Regions from separate parts of the Mus musculus genome. Here all the other regions are linked to region 3. The links are chromatin contacts, called in public ChIA-PET, HiCAR-type and HiChIP or PLAC-seq maps. All regions are on one chromosome and are shown on one strand. Each heading gives the region's core, a stretch centred on a gene start, on an enhancer-like site or on the middle of the called end of the contact. The rest is flanking DNA. Distances are from core to core; before and after follow the strand shown.

What was found. ChIA-PET counts read pairs in DNA pulled down with a chosen protein or histone mark. HiCAR-type assays count read pairs that join an accessible place to other places. HiChIP or PLAC-seq counts read pairs in DNA pulled down with a chosen protein or histone mark.
Region 1: an RNA polymerase II ChIA-PET map of memory CD8 T cells shows a contact between it and region 3, with 541 read pairs. The contact joins the enhancer-like site here to the promoter of Zfp36l1 in region 3. A contact is called at or near these places in 1 of 39 promoter capture datasets (embryonic stem cells), 2 of 15 datasets of contacts at CTCF or cohesin (large pre-B cells and pro-B cells), 9 of 484 Hi-C or Micro-C datasets (the 63-12 cell line, B cells, CD8 T cells and 6 more), 31 of 115 datasets of contacts at active chromatin or transcription factors (CD8 T cells, the NIH/3T3 cell line, T-cell acute lymphoblastic leukemia and 22 more) and 2 of 9 other capture datasets (adipose tissue and embryonic stem cells).
Region 2: a contact with region 3 is called in a HiCAR-type map of kidney, with 8 times the contacts expected there. The contact joins the enhancer-like site here to the promoter of Zfp36l1 in region 3. A contact is called at or near these places in 1 of 39 promoter capture datasets (hippocampal neurons), 15 of 484 Hi-C or Micro-C datasets (the 3T3-L1 cell line, the AML12 cell line, MC3T3-E1-derived osteoblasts and 11 more), 30 of 115 datasets of contacts at active chromatin or transcription factors (the NIH/3T3 cell line, T-cell acute lymphoblastic leukemia, astrocytes and 22 more) and 2 of 9 other capture datasets (adipose tissue and embryonic stem cells).
Region 4: an H3K4me3 HiChIP or PLAC-seq map of neural progenitor cells shows a contact between it and region 3, with 16 read pairs. The contact joins the enhancer-like site here to the promoter of Zfp36l1 in region 3. A contact is called at or near these places in 2 of 484 Hi-C or Micro-C datasets (B cells and bone marrow-derived macrophages) and 21 of 115 datasets of contacts at active chromatin or transcription factors (the SCID.adh cell line, T-cell acute lymphoblastic leukemia, acute myeloid leukemia and 15 more).
Region 5: a contact with region 3 is called in an RNA polymerase II ChIA-PET map of memory CD8 T cells, with 60 read pairs. The contact joins the promoter of Susd6 here to the promoter of Zfp36l1 in region 3. A contact is called at or near these places in 1 of 484 Hi-C or Micro-C datasets (CD4 T cells), 5 of 115 datasets of contacts at active chromatin or transcription factors (extraembryonic endoderm stem cells, memory CD8 T cells, microglia and 2 more) and 1 of 9 other capture datasets (liver).
Region 6: an H3K27ac HiChIP or PLAC-seq map of the NIH/3T3 cell line shows a contact between it and region 3, with 8 times the contacts expected there. The contact joins the enhancer-like site here to the promoter of Zfp36l1 in region 3. A contact is called at or near these places in 2 of 484 Hi-C or Micro-C datasets (bone marrow-derived macrophages and cortical neurons) and 18 of 115 datasets of contacts at active chromatin or transcription factors (the NIH/3T3 cell line, astrocytes, bone marrow-derived macrophages and 14 more).

The regions. Positions count from the first base shown.
Region 1 is chr12:79,440,869-79,443,805 of GRCm38.p6, reverse strand. The region is part of intron 7 of Rad51b (RAD51 paralog B); the gene reads right to left. Among named protein-coding and RNA genes, the nearest start is that of Rad51b, 150 kb to the right of the region's middle. Within about 2 kb of position 1,600, at least 57 of the 459 cell types and tissues checked have an H3K27ac peak or open chromatin away from gene starts, as enhancers often do. A contact at or near this core is called in the 63-12 cell line, B cells, CD8 T cells and 7 more, where this site is marked.
Region 2 is chr12:79,524,733-79,527,630 of GRCm38.p6, reverse strand. The region is part of intron 7 of Rad51b (RAD51 paralog B); the gene reads right to left. Among named protein-coding and RNA genes, the nearest start is that of Rad51b, 230 kb to the right of the region's middle. Within about 2 kb of position 1,465, at least 28 of the 459 cell types and tissues checked have an H3K27ac peak or open chromatin away from gene starts, as enhancers often do. A contact at or near this core is called in embryonic fibroblasts and kidney, where this site is marked.
Region 3 is chr12:80,111,267-80,114,264 of GRCm38.p6, reverse strand. Zfp36l1 (zinc finger protein 36, C3H type-like 1) reads left to right here and starts at 1,252. Exons shown (of 2, transcript NM_007564.5): 1 at 1,252-1,446. The coding sequence starts at 1,390. It overlaps Gm52006, which reads left to right. Exons shown (of 3, transcript XM_030247048.1): 3 at 1-685.
Region 4 is chr12:79,578,224-79,580,923 of GRCm38.p6, reverse strand. All of the region lies in intron 7 of Rad51b (RAD51 paralog B), which reads right to left. Among named protein-coding and RNA genes, the nearest start is that of Gm36048, 220 kb to the left of the region's middle. Within about 2 kb of position 1,288, at least 35 of the 459 cell types and tissues checked have an H3K27ac peak or open chromatin away from gene starts, as enhancers often do. A contact at or near this core is called in neural progenitor cells, where this site is marked.
Region 5 is chr12:80,789,158-80,791,857 of GRCm38.p6, reverse strand. Susd6 (sushi domain containing 6) reads right to left here and starts at 1,326. Exons shown (of 6, transcript NM_178682.4): 1 at 1,043-1,326.
Region 6 is chr12:79,487,677-79,490,565 of GRCm38.p6, reverse strand. All of the region lies in intron 7 of Rad51b (RAD51 paralog B), which reads right to left. Among named protein-coding and RNA genes, the nearest start is that of Rad51b, 190 kb to the right of the region's middle. Within about 2 kb of position 1,520, at least 102 of the 459 cell types and tissues checked have an H3K27ac peak or open chromatin away from gene starts, as enhancers often do. A contact at or near this core is called in the NIH/3T3 cell line, astrocytes, forebrain and 2 more, where this site is marked.

The sequences.
Region 1 (2,937 bases), core at 351-2,850, 670 kb after region 3:
CTTACATACAGAAAAAGGTTGTTTCAATGTTATCAGTCAATAATAAAACACATGTTAAAACTCAATGAGATGTTGCTTTGCACACACTAGAATTAAAAAAAGATAAAAGAATGGCAACAGGGCGCACAGCATTAGTCAGCAACAGAGTGACCACTGCCAACAGCTCATCACTTGCTGGTAAATTGACTATAATTCACCATAGACCCAGCAACATACTTCCAAGTATTCACTGAAGCAATTAAAGCTTGCATTTATGAAAGACACTCACAAATTAAGAACCCTTTATCTGTAATTCCAAAATAAAGATGAGCAGAATGTCTGTTAGTACATAAGGCAATAAATGACAGCCTGTTTGTACAGAGTGTACTATGCAGGGATCTTTTTAAAAAGATGAACAAACAACTCAGACATGCCACAAATTATCCCCGAACAGAGCAGAAGCCAGACACAAAAGGATATATACCATTGAGTCCATTCACTTGGGATTCTAAAACTTACAAAACTATCCTCCTGTGATCAAGAAGGATCCTATTGTTGTCTGGGGACAGGGTGGGGACTGCATCACAGAGGCACAAGGACATTCTCTGACAAGATGGAGATGTTTTATAATTGACCACGGGGATGGTTATGAGACACACATTCTTCAGAGGTCAGTGGACTGCAGCCTGAGGCCTGAATTGTAATGTTCCATCCCAGCACTCCAAATTAAAAACAAAACAAAACAAAATCATGAAACCTTGATGAGTTCTCTTGGGAAAGTGTTATAAAGCAGCATTCTTGGCCCTTCCATGCTTTCCAAATTCCTGTCGTCACACGAGCTCTCTCTTTTACACAATTCCCGCCATTAAGGCAACTAGTCACACCTTGACACAGCCAGAGACATGCTCACCAGAGTCAAATCAGCAGGCCATCTGATCTCAGCTGCCAATCTCAAAACTGTTAGCTAAGTAAACTTCGTTTTTTTTTTAAACTTAGTACCAAGCCTCTGATATTCTGTTATTATAAAAGAAAACAGATCAATACAAGTCATGTACTTTTTATCACACTTAAGTTTAAAAAAAAAAATCCTGACCTGCTCCAATGATCTCACTGAGAGGCAAACACCCTCCCTTCAGCATACTGTGAGTAAAACTGAAGGCCACATAACAACATAGGCATAAAGTTTTTGCTGAAACCCAAACATAATAGTTCATGCCTCTAAATCTCAGTATTCAGGAGGCCGAGGCAGGAGGATTACAAGTTTAAGATTAGTGTGGGCTACACAGCAATGTCTTAAAAGACACATACACCTCTTGTTTAGTCCCACTGGTTTTCATACACACGTTTCCCTATGAGAGCCAGGGACGGTGAGTAGAATCCCAGCCCCTGAGGTGTAGGTTAGGAGGGTTACAAGTCTGAGGTCTGCTGAGCTACACGAGAGACAAGACTCTGTCTCAAAGCGGGGTGGGGGAAGAAAGAAAAAGAAAACTGAAAGTGATTTGGTTGACAAAAATCTAAAAGGAAATACTATTTTTAAGTTGAAAAGATAGTGGGTTTTCTTTGCATCATTTACTGATTTTAGAACAATGAATACAGCAACCACCAGTGACTCTACTCAATGAGAAAAGAACGCAGAGCACATCTGAGAGACTCTGAAAGGCCCTCGAGATTACACGGACAGTATATTCAGACTTCCTTCTCAAGTGGTTTTAAACGTGTTTGACATGTTTTATGTGTTGGATGAAAAATTTAAGGCTGCCCAACTTTTATAGCATGATTTTGATTTCAAGTCCCATCTCCTATATCCAAACTAATTTGTAAAACTTTTCAGGAAGTTATACACAACTTTAAACTTCATTAAAGCTGCAAGCGTATGTTTAAACGTCAGCGAATGGCATTGAAAGCATGTTTACTGAAGTTTCCATAAACACACTCTAGAACTCAGAAAGGCAGGTCTGCTGATTATGTTGGAAGAGTCAAAGGTCACCAATGATGGCTTACATCTTCTCTTGAAAGCCCTCCTCTTTCTTCCTCTGCTGTCTTTTAAAGAGTCATCTTATCTCTTGTGCTGTAAAATAAGTTTAAACAGTTCCCACCCAGATCTAGGGCCATTCAGTGTTCGTGGTTTTGAGCCTGCCCCACTCAAATTAATCAATATTTCCTCAGCAAACACTGGGATTTAGTACTGAGCTGAAAGGAAAATAAGAAAAGGCTTTGTTAATTGAAAGAAACGACAACCCTGGAAGCCACTTGGGTAATATTTTAAAGGCACTTTTGTAAGTCATTGAAGGTAGTCTCCAGCTCATATGCAGTCCTCTTCCACACAAGTCAAAGCTGATCTACAGGATCACCAGGGTCTGGTCAGAGTGATGGTGTGTAGCTTCCAAGATCTCTCGGCGTTTCGAGACTTCAGAGCCAGTGCCAGCATTGAGCAACAACATGACGCCATGACCCTCTATCTGCAGGGTTTTTAAGTCGTGGATGACCACAATACTTCACCTCACAACTCAGCAAAGACACAACCCCAGAAACACCTGACCAGAAACGTTAAGGCTCCTGAGTACTGACATCCTGTTTATTTAACATGTGAGATCACTCAAACGAGGGCCAAAAATCAAATCCTTCATTTTTAAAGATTCCTATATCTAGTGTAGCTTACTGATTTTTGGCTGTATTACATGTCTTCTCTTGATTAAATGATTCTGGGGATGAGAGAGTATTTACTTGTTTATTTACAAAAGAATGAGTGTTGGAGAAACCTGATAATTCTTGCTGATCTGCAGATAAATAGCATTAGTTTAAATTGTTTACTATTTACATTTTGGGAAAAATTCTTTAACCTTAAAGGCAAAATTGTCCTTAAAAGAGGATAAAATGTTTATGTATTCATATTTACTGTACTGGATATTTGACAAGAGTTTGATTTTGTTTTGTTTTGTTTTGTTTTGTTTTTTTAAA
Region 2 (2,898 bases), core at 216-2,715, 590 kb after region 3:
CAGCCTCCCCAATATCTACGATTACAGACCAGGACCACCAGGACCAGCTTTAGGACTTCCTTTGGAAGGGGCTTCTGGTATCCTTTCTTCCTTTAGAAGAGTTACATCTCCTCTGTTCTGGTCTTAAGACTCTGCCCCAAGCTAGAGCACAGGCAGCATATTTGAACAGTGATGTAAGTGCATCTTGCAGCCTCACAGTCTGGCTCAGGGATGGCATTGGAGTTACAGAGGGTCGGTTACTCAACTCTGCAACCTCATGCTGGAGCACTCAGGGGAGGATCTCCTCCTGCCCAGCTGGTATAGGAGAGTTTTAAGCTTGGCGCTTCAAGGTAGGAAAAGAAGTAGAACCTGAAGAAATGATGCTAATGTTGCAAGTCAGGTCTGTCCCCAGACACATCAGCAGTGATCAGTGACTTAATTCTTTCACTTTAAGTCTGTGAGATTTAGACTTGATTATTTAGGGGGGAAAAATGTACCCAATACCTATGTCAAACATTTGTTGAGAGAACCAAGCACAGCAATGAAAGCAATAGGGCTATAAAGAACATTCTTCAATTGCTAATCCATATAAATCACACACACACACACACACACACACACATTATATAAGGGCTCAAAGCACCATACAGTGAAAGAGAATAACAGAACTCCCAACTGGCTTCAACTTCCTAATTAACTAGAAAATATCCCCCAAATGGCCATATTTATTTCAGAAGGCTGAAAAGAGGGGTTTATAGTTGGTAAATTAAAGTAAAGTAATAGAACTAGGACGTGAGTGAAGGATTTACTGATTAAGATAATTATTTAATACAATTTAAAAATGCTAAAAGTCCATGATAAAGACAAAGTCAATATAGCTAGCCTTTCATTTTGACTCAGGCTCCAATATAGCTTGGCAAGGAATAGCAAAAACAATCATATTTCTAAGTTGTACAAAGTAGAGACATCATCTGCTGTTCAAAAGTGGAGCCAAAGATTCAGAGGCATGGGAGATGTAGCCTAATTAAGAACTCTGAGCTACAAGTGAAGAATCCCGGGTTCAAGTCCCAACTTCACCAGTCCTAAAGAATGGAGCAGTAACAAATTACCTAGTCTTTTTGATCTTCAGATTTTTCTTAAATAAACTGAGAGGCCTATACCTGGTTATTAGTTACACCTAGCTCTGAAGTTTTACAATTCTACTGTAAAATTGATTGCTTTTGATGACTAGAACTAAATCGCACCAAGAATGCTGTAATTCCTGTTCAACATTTGTGCTATCCAAGAGCTTATGAAATGACAAGTTTCAACTATTCAAGTCTACTAAGAAAATAAAACCCATGTTAAGTATTATTCAAAAAAAAAAGGCAAAAAAAAAAAAAAAAAAAAAGCAGAGGGAGTGCTCTTACAAGTTTCAAATGCCACTCAATGACAAGTCCTACAATAGCGGAGTCGGCAGCTTTGTGTTGTGTGTATAGGGTGGCGCGGTTGATCTGTATCTCTAAAAGCTGAAATAATTCACAAGGCCACCCACTGACAAGTCCATTGAAGCATAAAGTAATCGGGTTAATAAATAACTGCTTATAATTTCCAGATAGGAAAATGAAAATCTAAAGTCAACAACCACATGACAGGGTGATAAGCGGGAGCAAGAGTGAGGAAAAAACAAAAGCAATTCCTAACACGACGTCTGGGGTCAAAAGTGCTAAAGAGCAGCCATGTCATAGCACTGGAAACTAGGAACACTGAATAAAAAAAATTAAAACTTGTGTTCTGGCTCCATGCTTATAAACTTTTATCAAACTTCTTGCTGAATTTTAAAAAGTAAGGAGATTAGTGAGCTCAGCAATTTTTAAACAAAATTCATAATGAAAACGGGAACTGCTTTTTAAAAAAAAAAGTAAATATTTACATGTAAAATGTCAAGCATAGACAAAGTGCATATGACAGAGGAAGTGGCTGTCCATACATTAAAGCTGGTTTCAACAGCTCCCAACTCACAGTCAATATGAGGCCATCTAACTGCAGCAACTGGGGTGTTCAAACGCAAATCGAGCAAATATTCTGGGAGCTTTAGTTTCCATATTTGAAGACACAAGCAATTATTCTAACCTCTACACATGACATTGTGAAAAATGATCACGAATGTGAAGGCTCTTCTGATTACGTGATAGGTGACTGCTATAAAACAAGATGGGAAATGAAATCGACTGCTTGTTAAATACGTCTATCTTCCAGGCAACATAATGAGTTTTGGGAAAATTTATTTTTCATTCTCCCAGCACCTCTGTGTGGCCACTGAAAATATTACCACTCACCTCAGCAGATACAGGAGATGAAGTAAATTATTCAACTCATATCACATGAAAATCAACAATGAGGGCAAAAATAAATCCTTACTTTCTGCTTCTCTCCACTGTATCATCATTACACACCGTCTGTCACTATGTGAAAGCAACTCTCTTCTCTAAGTGAGAGAGACACGCTCTAAGGAGTGTCCAACATTTACAAGAGAAGCGTGTTATATAACATGCAGGCGTTCAAACGCATTCACTGACTTTAAAGCTCACTTGCAGATTCATATGAGCACACTCCTTCCTTGGCTTGTCTTACCTAAAGAAGACAGCAAGAAATAAAGGGAGAAAATGAAACACACCCGTGCTTCACTGGAATTGAACAATTATAGCTTGCCCTTTCATACGCTTGAAACTTAAACCATTTCCTTGACTGATGCAAAAATTACCTCAGTGTTACACTGAAGAATTACACCACCTGGGCATACTCCATAAAGCCAGAGGCACAAGTGATTCAGCTTCCAGCTCAGAAAGTCCTTACGGCATCTACCAAGTCATTAGAACTTTCTATACTTTAGACATTTTCCTTCCGAGTCGTACAATGGTCTTGTTCACTGAGTTTAGT
Region 3 (2,998 bases), core at 3-2,502:
CCAAACCGGGCATAGTGACAAGCCATATGTTCCGTTCGCGTGGGGGCGGGAGAGCAGCAAGAAGTGTCGCTTCCCCCACCTCTACCTTCCTTCTTACCAAAGTAACTTTTTCCCCCCTTGTTTTTAACATTCGGGGATGTGTGGAGGAGGCAGCCCGAATTCAAAGCGCGCGTGGAAAGTGACTTGTTGCTCTTTTATTTTCAGGGGGTGCCCTTGAAAGTCTGGACTTTTCTGCTGTAGCAAGTTTAAAGATCGGTTATGTGAACAAAGCGCCCCATCTAGGTCTGAAAGAATTCTGCCCAGGCAGTGGTGCCCCCACCATACCGGGAAAACGCAGGCTGCCGGCCCAGCACGCGTGGACCCCGCGCTGCGCGCAAAATCTTACTGCTCTCGCCCCCTCCAGCCTAGGCTCTCCTGGAGAAAAAGTTTTCTCTGGTCATCCCTACTTCTTTTGCTCACTGATGGGAAACAACAAACATAAAACTCTTGACTCGAACATTTGGGGTGCTCCGCATTCCTAAACTCCTCGCCCAGCTCATTTTGCGATGGGCAGCCGGGTGTGGACAGGGAAGTCAGGGGAAGGTAAGTCGTGCGGGCACTTGGAGAAGTTTCAAGGGACACTAGCTCAAGATGGAAACCGCAGCCCTGGCCCGCTCAAGACCAGCTCCAGCGCCTGCTAGGAAGAAAAAAAAAAAAAAAAAAGACAGGGGGGAGAGGGAGGGAGGAGGGGGGGGAGAGAGAGAGAGAGAGAGAGAGAGAGAGAGAGAGAGAGAGAGAGAGAGGAGAGTCGAGCCCGCCTTCCAACTCTTAAAAAAAAAAACCAACAAACACAACAACTCGAACTCCGAAGGGGGTGGAATGAGTGATGTCACAGAGCCGAGCAGCGAGGTTGACAAAGGGTGGGCGCCCCTCCCCCTCTGCCGGGCTCGGCCCAGGGGAGGGGCGCCCCCGGAGCCCGCGGACTCGAAACTTTTCCTCTTTAAGAAAAAAAAGTTTTGCGCCGCTCCGAGTGCTTTTTTTTTTTTTTTTTTTCCGCCTTCTTTCCTCGTCTCCCTCCCCCTTCTTCCTTTTGAAAGTTTCTTTCCTCCCCCTTTACCCCTCCCTCCCTCTTGACCGCATGGCTGATTCAACCTCAGTGTCAATCAACTTTTTTTCCGCCTCCTCTTCTTCATTTAAATACGTTTAAAGCTCCTCCTTCCACCCCCCCCAACCCACCAAATCTTATAAATTGGGCTTTGCGCGCCGCAGCCCGGGAGAGTCAGAAAGGCGAGGGGCGCCGGGAGCAGGCGTGTGGGACTCCTGACCGGAGAGCCGGAGGCTGCGCCTTCCCCGCACCGGGACCTTCACGACACACCAGATCCTAGTCCTTGCCCCGTGCGAACGCCCACGATGACCACCACCCTCGTGTCCGCCACCATTTTTGACTTGAGCGAAGTTTTATGCAAGGTAAAGCAGGGCGGAGCGTTGGCTTTTTGAAAGTTTCTCTTGTGCTCCAAGAAACTCTAAAAAGTTTGGGTCTCGGGGACGTGAAGGAGTTTCACTGCTTGCGTTTCCCTCCATGGTGAAGGAATTTGTTTATGTCCTCCTCGCACTTAAGTTTCAGGTCCCAGGTGGGGTTCTGTGAATCCGGGGAGCAAAGTTCTGGGCGACTGCTCCAGTTTGCGGGGCAAGGAGGTGCGGAAGAGTGGTTAGGTTTGGGACGAATTTTGAAGGATTCTTTTCTGCATGGTGCACCTCCGGAGCTGGGCTAAGCGGGTGGGCTCGGCTTCGCAGTGTGCGCCTTGGGTTTCCTGTACCCGCTGGAGATGTTCGAGGTTACCCAACACCTTTTGCTAGGGGTCTCTAGGAAAAGCGAGGTCTCAGGGCGGTATCTGACTGGGAGAATTTTCCTGTCTGTTTTGGGGAGCTAAGAGATAATGCGACGAAGAAAGAGGCCGACTTAAGGTTCAAAAAGATGTAGGCAAAGCGACTTTGTAGTGGAGTTTGTCCGCCCCAGCTGGGCTAGGTTCCCGCTGCGGGAGCTGGTCGATCGTGCTGCAAACTTGGGGCTGAAACTGTTTGCTTACCTGGGTTGTGAGGCACTACGGTTCGTTGACTAAGGAATAGGGGAACAAAATGCTGCCAGACCTCAAGTTCCCGCCAGTTAGGATTTAAGAGGGCCAAAATGGGGCAGTTTGCCAGTCAGGTTTTTGAAAAACAAAACAGAAAAAAACTTTTAAAACCGTAATGTTCCAGGAGTGCGATTGAAATAACTCCGTGAATGTTGTTAATTTTTTGCCCGCTCTACTTCCCCCAACCCCCCAATTTGAAAGGATGAAGCTGCTAGGCTACTTTTAATTGCTGAACTGTTTTTGCCTTCCCTTAAACACGTCGGGTCATGTTGCTCTCTTCCTAGCTCGCTGCTCCTGTCGGTGCAGCTGCCAAGGCCCCGGGGCTGCAGGGTTGGGGTGCAGGGCCGTGCTGGAGTTGAAGAGCAACATCAAAAACTTTGCATTTTCGGCTTCTTTCCCTCCCTGCGTTTTTCCAAGTCTGTTTGCCCTGGCGGCAGCCTGAGCTAGCCAACTCCATCCTGGGCCCCGCTGCCCCGCTCTTTGATCTATTTCTCTTTCTTTTGCCCCCTCCCCCCGCAGGACTTTTTAAATGAACCTCATTGTTGGAAGCGGCTCTCCTCTGGGTTCCTGTAATCCGCTCGGTGGGGTGGTTGCGGTTACAGGGTTACCGATTCCCGATCCCCTGCTGCGGATCCTAAGGGACTAACTTTAGAATTTGCACAATGACACACACCCACATGTGTCAGGGGCCTGGAGATAACTTTCAAGTCTCCCACCCCCACTCTTTTCTAAATCTTAGGTAGTTTGGGCAGGTGACTAGGGCTTGTGGCAGCCTCTGTCCTTGCTCACTCACACACCCCCGCCCCCAATTGACTGAGTCGGGGAGTGTGAGCGTGCTGGTGCTTTCCTTCTCGTCTGCAGCTTTGGTTCAAGATTAAACACTGGTG
Region 4 (2,700 bases), core at 39-2,538, 530 kb after region 3:
GATGTCTTTGTCAGGCTCAGGCCTAAGGATGATTTGTGGTTGCTTTTCATAAATCTACTTAACACATTCTCTGGTACTTTCTGTATTACTTTATTTTCCAACCCAATTCTCAAATAACCCTGATGTCTACTCTACGTTCTACAGTATCTCTAGATCTAGCCTTAAAAAGTCTTTGATTGTATCTAACACAATCTATTAACATTTACATCTTTTCTTCTTTACTTTTTACCACATCCAATTTGTAGTACCGAATAGACAAATAGAAAAAAAAAGTAGAATAAATATAAGTTTTTTTTTTCCTTCTCATTATTATACCTTCTCAAAACACTGGTCTCAGTGAGTGGGAAAGGGCCTTGTGACTAGAAAGATCACTATGCAGAAAGAATTGATACTTGAACTATAGAAAGAGTCTATCTTCACATAAATCAGTGGCCAGGCAGTAGGAGAAGAAAGCAGCCGGGGGTGGGGGTGGGGCCGTCACAGAAAGGGTTCGGAAAGAGGCTACTCATTCTCATGTTGAGCTAGAAAAATGATCATGAGCAATGCTCTAGTCTACCCATACTGTAAAGTTGAAGAAGCCAAGCAGGGCAATGCAAATATCTAAGTGTGGGAATGTGTCTGACAGTAAACTGAGCCTGAGAACTGGAAAGTGAAAGGGAGGAGGATGAAGGGAAACTGCTTTGTTGGTAAAGCACGAAGTACGAAAACGGAATAAATGTTTTACACAGAGACACTTCTCTATACCTTCAGCTTTTGGTAACTCAACCCCGGGGAATTTTGTTGGCAGTGTCCTATCTACTCATTCTGGACCACACCATGAGCTTTTGGCAAAGGACTTCTGCCAAGTAATCACAAAAATGTTTCTTTGTTCTTTTGGGTTGCTAAGGAGATTTTAAAGGACTTCCTCTCCGCCTCAAGAGGAGCTTAAGCAAAGTTCTCAACAGATTCCACTCAGGTCAATGAAGAGTCGGTGGCTTTCACTCTGTGCAGAGTTAGCTGCTGTGTATAGGCTACTAAGCTGTTGCTGAGCATAGTATACTTCTATTAGAGTGCAGCTTGTTATCACACAGGCCCCATGGTCAACATCTGGAATGTAATGTATGAAGCTACAGAGTCTCTGCAGTTGACGAAAGATGCTGTAGTATATGAGCCAGTGGCAGGCCTGGATGGAGGGTCAGGTGTCCTAAAATTGGGTTCTGCCGTTTCCAGCTATAGGGCTACAGACATAATTCTTTCTGCCTCTCTGAACCTTGGGTGTTTTCCTCTGCAACTTGGAGAGGTTTCAAGCAGATAACATCAAAAAATACTTTCTGCCTTCTCACATCCCATGGAGAAGCAACTAAAATCAAACCTGTTTGTGTTGAAACAGTACACAGAAAACAGGTTAATACAGTGGGTCCCACAGACGTGGATCCTACAAGCAAAAGCTCGGCTTTGGCTGTGGCTGAAAGGAATTAGAAGAATATTTTGGCTTCCAAAGTGGGCAAAGATTTGGTTTGGATTTCTCTCCAAAAAGACAGCATGTCTCAGCTGTGGAAACGACGCCAGTAGCCACAGGCTGGGTCACTGCCTTCAGTGAGGTCCAGCAAGCACAACACAAATTTCTTAATTGCCATTACTATAACCTTTACCACACCTTGTTTTTCTTGGGGGCTCTCCTGGTCAGGTAATCTGGGTTAGATCCAACACAATTTATAAAATTTGAGGCTTTTCCCCGTGTAGGCAAGATTACATGCTATTTTAGGAAACCTCCTGGGGGGTGAGGAAATGTGTTGTTTTCCTTTTAAATATTATACTGTGCATCAATTCCAAATGCTAACCAAGCTTTTAAAGAAAAACATGAGTTCCCTAAAAATAGCCTGTCTACAGTGCCTTGCAGATTCGGGTGCTCTCTGCTTAGCATGCAATTAGAAACAAAATAATATTTGTGGATCATATCTACAAGGTTAAGAAAGACTGTCTGTAAATATCCTCCAAAGACTAAAGTAATGGTAATCAGTGTAAGTTGGGTTATTATTTTAAAGTTGTACTCTTAAAAATGGCTCAAATGAGTTTCTAATGTCACATCTAAAAAAACTACTTTGGGTAATCAAATATAAAATCTAAAGACACAACCTTGGTCCTCAGTTTTCTCTGAGCACTCTTGAGTTTTCTTCCCTTTCTCCTCTTCCTCCTCACCCTTCCTGTTTTATTTTTGTTCCCTTTTGGTTTTTTGTTTGTTTGTTTGTTTGTTTGAGATAGGATTTCTCTGGAACTTGCTTTGTAGAGCAGGCTGGCCTTGAACTCAAATATTTGCTTGCCTGTCTTTGCCTGCTGTGTGCTCAGTTAAAGAGGTTCACCAACACCACCCTCTGAGCTTTGGTCTTCTTACATTGATTCCAGTTTTGATCACTATGACACTACAGACTACTGACTAAATCCACTTTTTCTGAGAAAGTAGACCCAGGCTGACCCAGAACTTTCTAGTAATCTAGGCTGGCTTTAAACTTAAGGCAGTCTTCCTGCCTCAGCCTCCTGAGTGTTACTTAATATCTTTATGTGTGTGTGTGTGTTCGTGTGTTCATGTGTGTAAGTACAGATGTGTGCATGCGACAGCATACGTGAGGAGGTCAGAAGACAAGTACATGTGTGCTCTTGCCTCCCACCTTTTCTTTACTCATTTGATTTTGTTTTGAGACAGAGTCTCACTATGTAGCCCTG
Region 5 (2,700 bases), core at 77-2,576, 680 kb before region 3:
CATTTCTACTTGAATGTGCATCTAATGAAAAATGCAAAGCTCAGAAAACTAAGAAGTCAAAGCCAAGGGCATGTCTCTACTAGTCTCCACTAGATGGTGACAGCCTGGGTGTAGAATTCCCAGAGCACAAAAGTGTGTGTGTGTGTGTGTGTGTGTGTGTGTGTGTGTGTGTATGTGTGATTTTATTATTATTATTATTAACCAAAGGGATTCTAACACCAAAAACCGATTGACCAGTGAAAAGTGGAAAGTCACTGCGGATCTTGCAGATCTAGAAAGGACTAAATACCCATGGCTTAACTGAAAAGGATAATGTCCCCGCACCTCTCTTCGAACCCCAACCAACAAGAGCAACAAAGGGCAGCACACTACCTTGTCACCAAAGAAGTGTGTGGCAACAACATTGGGCCTCTGCTGAACTAATGTAAAGTTCCCAATGAACTTAATGCCTCTTTGGGATCCCCGGCCTTGCTGCCCTCCCAATTCCGTTACAGGTAAGTTTTTCCACCATGGTGGCTGTCCCGGGAGGGACCATCAGTCTCACAAGTAAGAAAGTCTATATGTAGTTACAGTAAAACCGAAACAAAACAGGAAATGGGTTCGGCAAGTTTCAGCCCACATAATAAGAAAAGTTTTTGCGACTGAAGAGGCGACCAGGCGCTGGGGCTCCAGAACGCTCCCGCGCACAGGCGAGCGGCTGCAAGGTTTCCTCAGGAAACCCACCTCGGCCAAGCCGGTCCCGCCGTGCGGAACCGCGGCTTCGCTGGACTGGAGGGCCTCCGCCTTGCAGCGCGCTCCACCGAGCCCGATCTGCTCTCCGCTCTCGGGCACCGGCACAACCACGCCGCCGCCCTCGGAGCGGCCCGACCCGGCTACTCCCGCGCGGCTCGCAGTGCTGACACCGGCCGGCGCGGTAGCAGGCGGCCGCGCAGAAGGCCCGCGTCCCTGAGGAAGTGCTTGCCCGCCAGTGCCCTGACAACCGGCCCCGCGCGCCGCTGACACAAAGCCGGCCCCTCCAGCCCGGGCGGCGGTGACAACTCACCCGGGAGCGGCGCCGAGACCTCCGGGAAAGGGGGCGCTAGCAGCTCCCGCGTCGCCGAACCCGCTCCGCCGCTGAGCGCGCCCGCCTGCCTGCACTCCCTGTCGGGTCCCCCGCGACGCCTCGCGTGCCCTGGTCTGGCTCACGCGGCCGGGCGCTGACGAAGGAGGAGGACGAGGACGAGGACGCGAGCGGTGGCCGGCTCCTGAGGATGGAACGCGGCGGCGGTGGCGACGGCTGCGCCAGCGTCACTGGCCCAGCTGTACGACGCGGGCGGGGGAGGCCCCGCAGAGGGGGCAGGGCAGGGACGAGGCCTGGGCGGGGTCAGGCACGCACGCAACAAGCGCAGGCGTCGCGCCGCTGCGACCGCCCCGAGGAGTCACGCGCACGCGCCTCTGACCTTGTCTGACACGCCCCTGGCGGCGGGGGGAGGGAACCTTAAAGAGACAGTCACTCGAACTGCTCTGGCTGTAATACTCTAGTTAAGCCACCTTCCTAGAGGGCCCTCCGGTTCTTTTACTGTTATTGTTTGGTTATTATTTGGATGTTTTAATTACTGTCATTTGCAAGGAAGTATACTGTTGTTTAAGAGCCTCTTCTACACACGTCGCCCATTTAGGTCTTGAATCGCTTGCCTGACCTATCTTCAAAGCAGGTTATTATCTCCCTATTAAGCTGTACTCTAGGTTAGGGTGTGTAACTTAACTATCTCAAAAGTGTCCCGAGGGGGTTAGGTGGGGGTGGAAATGTAGATCAGGCCATTCTGATTCTATAACGCTGGGGTGGGCTTCAGGAATCTTTTTAATGGGTGTCCCTGAGTGCTATTTCTGCGCACTCAAAAACACCTGGCAGATCTTAAATGGAGGAAACTGACATTCCAGCGAGGCCTGGGGAACCTAGAGCTGCAGGCTTGGCCCCTAGCTTTTTGCTCTGCTTCTGAGCCTCCTTGAATTGCTTTCAAGCGCGTCTTAGGTGAGCAAATTGAGCACTGGTCAGCTGCATCCATTTAACAGTGACTCTCACTACAGAGGGGTGGCCATATGACAGTAGGAACTATCTCTTTGTGCCTAGGTACTTGGTACTAGGTACTTGGCCTGTCTTAGAGGTGCTCAATAAATGTTGAAGCACTCCTTGAAAATCAGTGACTCATAAATTAAGAAGGCCTGTTAGCCTTTTCTTTTTTTTTTCTTTCTTTCTTTTTATTTCTATTTATTTATTTATTTATTTATTTATTTATTTATTTCGAGACAGGGTTTCTCTGTGTAGCCTTGGTTGTCCTGGAACTCACTCTGTAGACCAGGCTGACCTCGAACTCAGAGATCCGACTGCCTCTGCCTCCCAAGTGCTGGGATTAAAGGTGTGCCCCACCATGCCCAGCCTTTTCTTTTATCTGTGCAAGTGCCCTACCTAGGATCTACTGGAGTTTTTTGTTTCTTCTTCTTCTTCTTTTTCTTCTTCTTCTTCTTCTTCTTCTTCTTCTTCTTCTTCTTCTTCGTTCTCCTCCTCCTCCTCTTCTTCTTCTTCCTCTTCCTCTTCTTTCTTCTTCTTCTTCTCAGTTCTCCTCCTCCTCCTCTTCTTCTTCCTCTTCCTCCTCTTCTTTCTTCTTCTTCTTCTTCTTCTTCTTCTTCTTCTTCTCAGTTCTCCTCCTCCTCCTCCTCTTC
Region 6 (2,889 bases), core at 271-2,770, 620 kb after region 3:
CAGCAGACATAAATTATTTCAGCTCTAAAGAGGTGATTTTAAACTGTCCTTAAATCACTTTAAAGTCTTCGCAGAGAAACTGCAATAAGCAAATATATTTTCTGTAGAAAGAACCCACCCAAACACCTTGACATTTTCATTCCACATACTTCACACATGGTATCTCTTATGTCTGGGAAAGTAGACTAGGAAATGGTTCAAATACCCAAGGGCCTCTAAGCATATATGCTGGAAAGTATACCTAATTTCCAAAAAAAAGGGTCGAATTGCAGAGTACGCCTTGATTGGAAAACAAGCTGCTCGCTTCTGGGGATGGAGCAGATGCTGGAGGTGAGGCATCCATCCAGGGAGTTCAGAGCACCTCCGCTGTCACAAGAGTCACTGCACAGCCTCTTCTTCAGCTCAGCAATCGAGACTGATGGAGGTGTCGCAACATAAAACCCTTCTCATTTGCCTAGAACTCTTCTGACTGCGACTCACAATAAAGCCTGTGATGATGTAGGCGGACAGAACACAGATTAGTCCATAAGGATAGCAAGACATTTGCAATTATCCAGAGTTCCCCTCCCCCCGCCACACAAAAGAGCAAAGTGATTACCCAGAAAAAGACAATAAATGACAACAACAACAAAAAAAGGCAGTAAATGCATTAGGAATTAAGGCTGGATAGAGCTTGATAGACAAGGAAAGGACTAAGGATGAATATGAATATTTATAGTCTAATGAACATATTTTTGTTGTTACTATAGGGAACAACAACATTAGCATAAAGAAACTACATGACTACAAAACACAGGTGTATATAATGCAGCCACCATTTATTCATAATTATTATGTCAAAGTCAGAAAATCCCTGGGAAAACATCTGAATTATTATGAGTTATTATGCTGCTGTGACTCCATTGTTAGTTTACAACTACTTTGAAAACTCTATTTTCATTTGCCCTCATGAGACCCCTGGGGCCTACTATATTTCTTACACCTTTTAAATGACTCTGAGAACGGGCTTCTTTAGAAGTAGAAGGATTCACTGTCCTTTTGCTTTGCCTTGCTGAGACAAGGCTTGGTTATGTTATCATGAACTCCTAGGCCCTCCTGCCTCAGCCATCTCAGCCTTAGGACCAAAGGCATAAGCCACCACGCATGTCTAGAAATGGAGTCCTAAGAACAACCTACCACTGAATTTCATGGCAGAATACATGATGTTTAATGTTAATTTACTTGTCACACAAAAAGGAATTTGCCTTCAAAAATCACATCCCTTAAATACACCTAGAAATTGGGCAATACCCCTTTCAGGAATATCTAGTCTACTTGGAAACCCGAAAGAGCTGAAGTTAAACTGCACAGATTATTCCTAAAAGCCCGGATATGAACATGTTAACCAAGCACTCCGCCTCTGCTCAGCTTGCCAACACGGTAACTTTACTCATGAAGCCCGGTTCCAAGAGCTATCAGATTCCATTCACATTATACAGGCCACTGTGAATCACACTGCCAGCTACTTAGAAACAACGGCCTGTGCTTTTTCCATTGCATCTGGTCTTCCAGCTCTCATGGAAACAAGTGCTGCCACGGCCCCTTGATGAGCCAGCAGAGCCCAGTCATCTGGCAGCAGCGACTGGCCTCTGGCATCTAAGAACACCAACCAGAGAAAATGAGGGGATTAAAAAGGAGAAGTAACAGAAGACAATCAATTTCTCACTCCCTGACGGCCTGCGATTCCAAGGGCCTGATGTAGAACTGACTTTGTTCTGAATGCTATGTACATGAATGAACAACACAGGCCTAGATTTAGACCGTTTTTCTCGTGTGCCTGGGATGAGGTTCAGCGATGTTCCCGCTGGCCCGAGTGCTTCTCAAAGCACACGATTCATTGATGTAATACGCTAAGGAGGATGCATTTCTCATCCCAATATGACATTGTGTGGGAAAATTTAGCTTTGTCACCTGTTTTCCATGAGAGCTTGAGAAAGTTGCATAATCTCTTTCAACTGTACATCCATCTCATCTTTGAAATGAGAATAAGACAACCTGACTTTCCCCTTTAGTATTACAGAATTTCAAGGGCTATTCATCATTAAAAAAGAACATCAGCAAGAACAAAAAAGAAAAGAGAAAAGAAAAAGAAAAAAAAACTTGCAAACTCAGTGTACACCAAGAAGCTAGTCTACTCTTCCAACTTAGGAAAAATAACCTCTATGGCCTCAGAGAACAAAGCCGTCAGCATCTAAGTGCGAAACTGTCTTGTACACAGAGGCCTTCGTGTCTCATTAGAAATCAGAAGGTACCGCATCGCAGCAATCTGCTGTTGAAAAAAAGGGGGTTCCTAACACTCGTGCTCTGCCGTCAGGAATGCAGAGGCTTGACTTACTGTGATGACCCTGTTTCCTCAGTTGCCTCACGGAGCATCGGGAAGAACGGGAAAAACAAGGCTGAACCTACATCAGGCAGGATTTCTGGCTCCATTGAGACATTTCCAAAATGAAGGCACCACTTTTCATGTATACTTATTATAAGATGCACTTCCACTAAAAATTACACTTCTTCTAAATTGAGAAAAGGACTTCCACCTTTCAAACGTCTACTTGTGCCAGATAATATAACTATCATGGTACAGGTCCCCAGCCCACGGCCTACTAATCATGGAACCCAGGGAGTTAATGCATTGTTATGAGATACTCAGAACCTGCAGGAACACTGAGTCAGATCACAACAGGGCCAGCAGAGCTGGCTGTCCAAGAAGTGTAAATGAAACCCCACGCTGTTTCATGTGCGTAAAGGTCTTTTCAGTAAAACCTTTCAAATGCCACCAGGAGTTGATTATAATCCCACTTTTCAAAAGGTTAAATTGCTTACACGGATGTGGTTAATTTTCTTTTAGGGGAA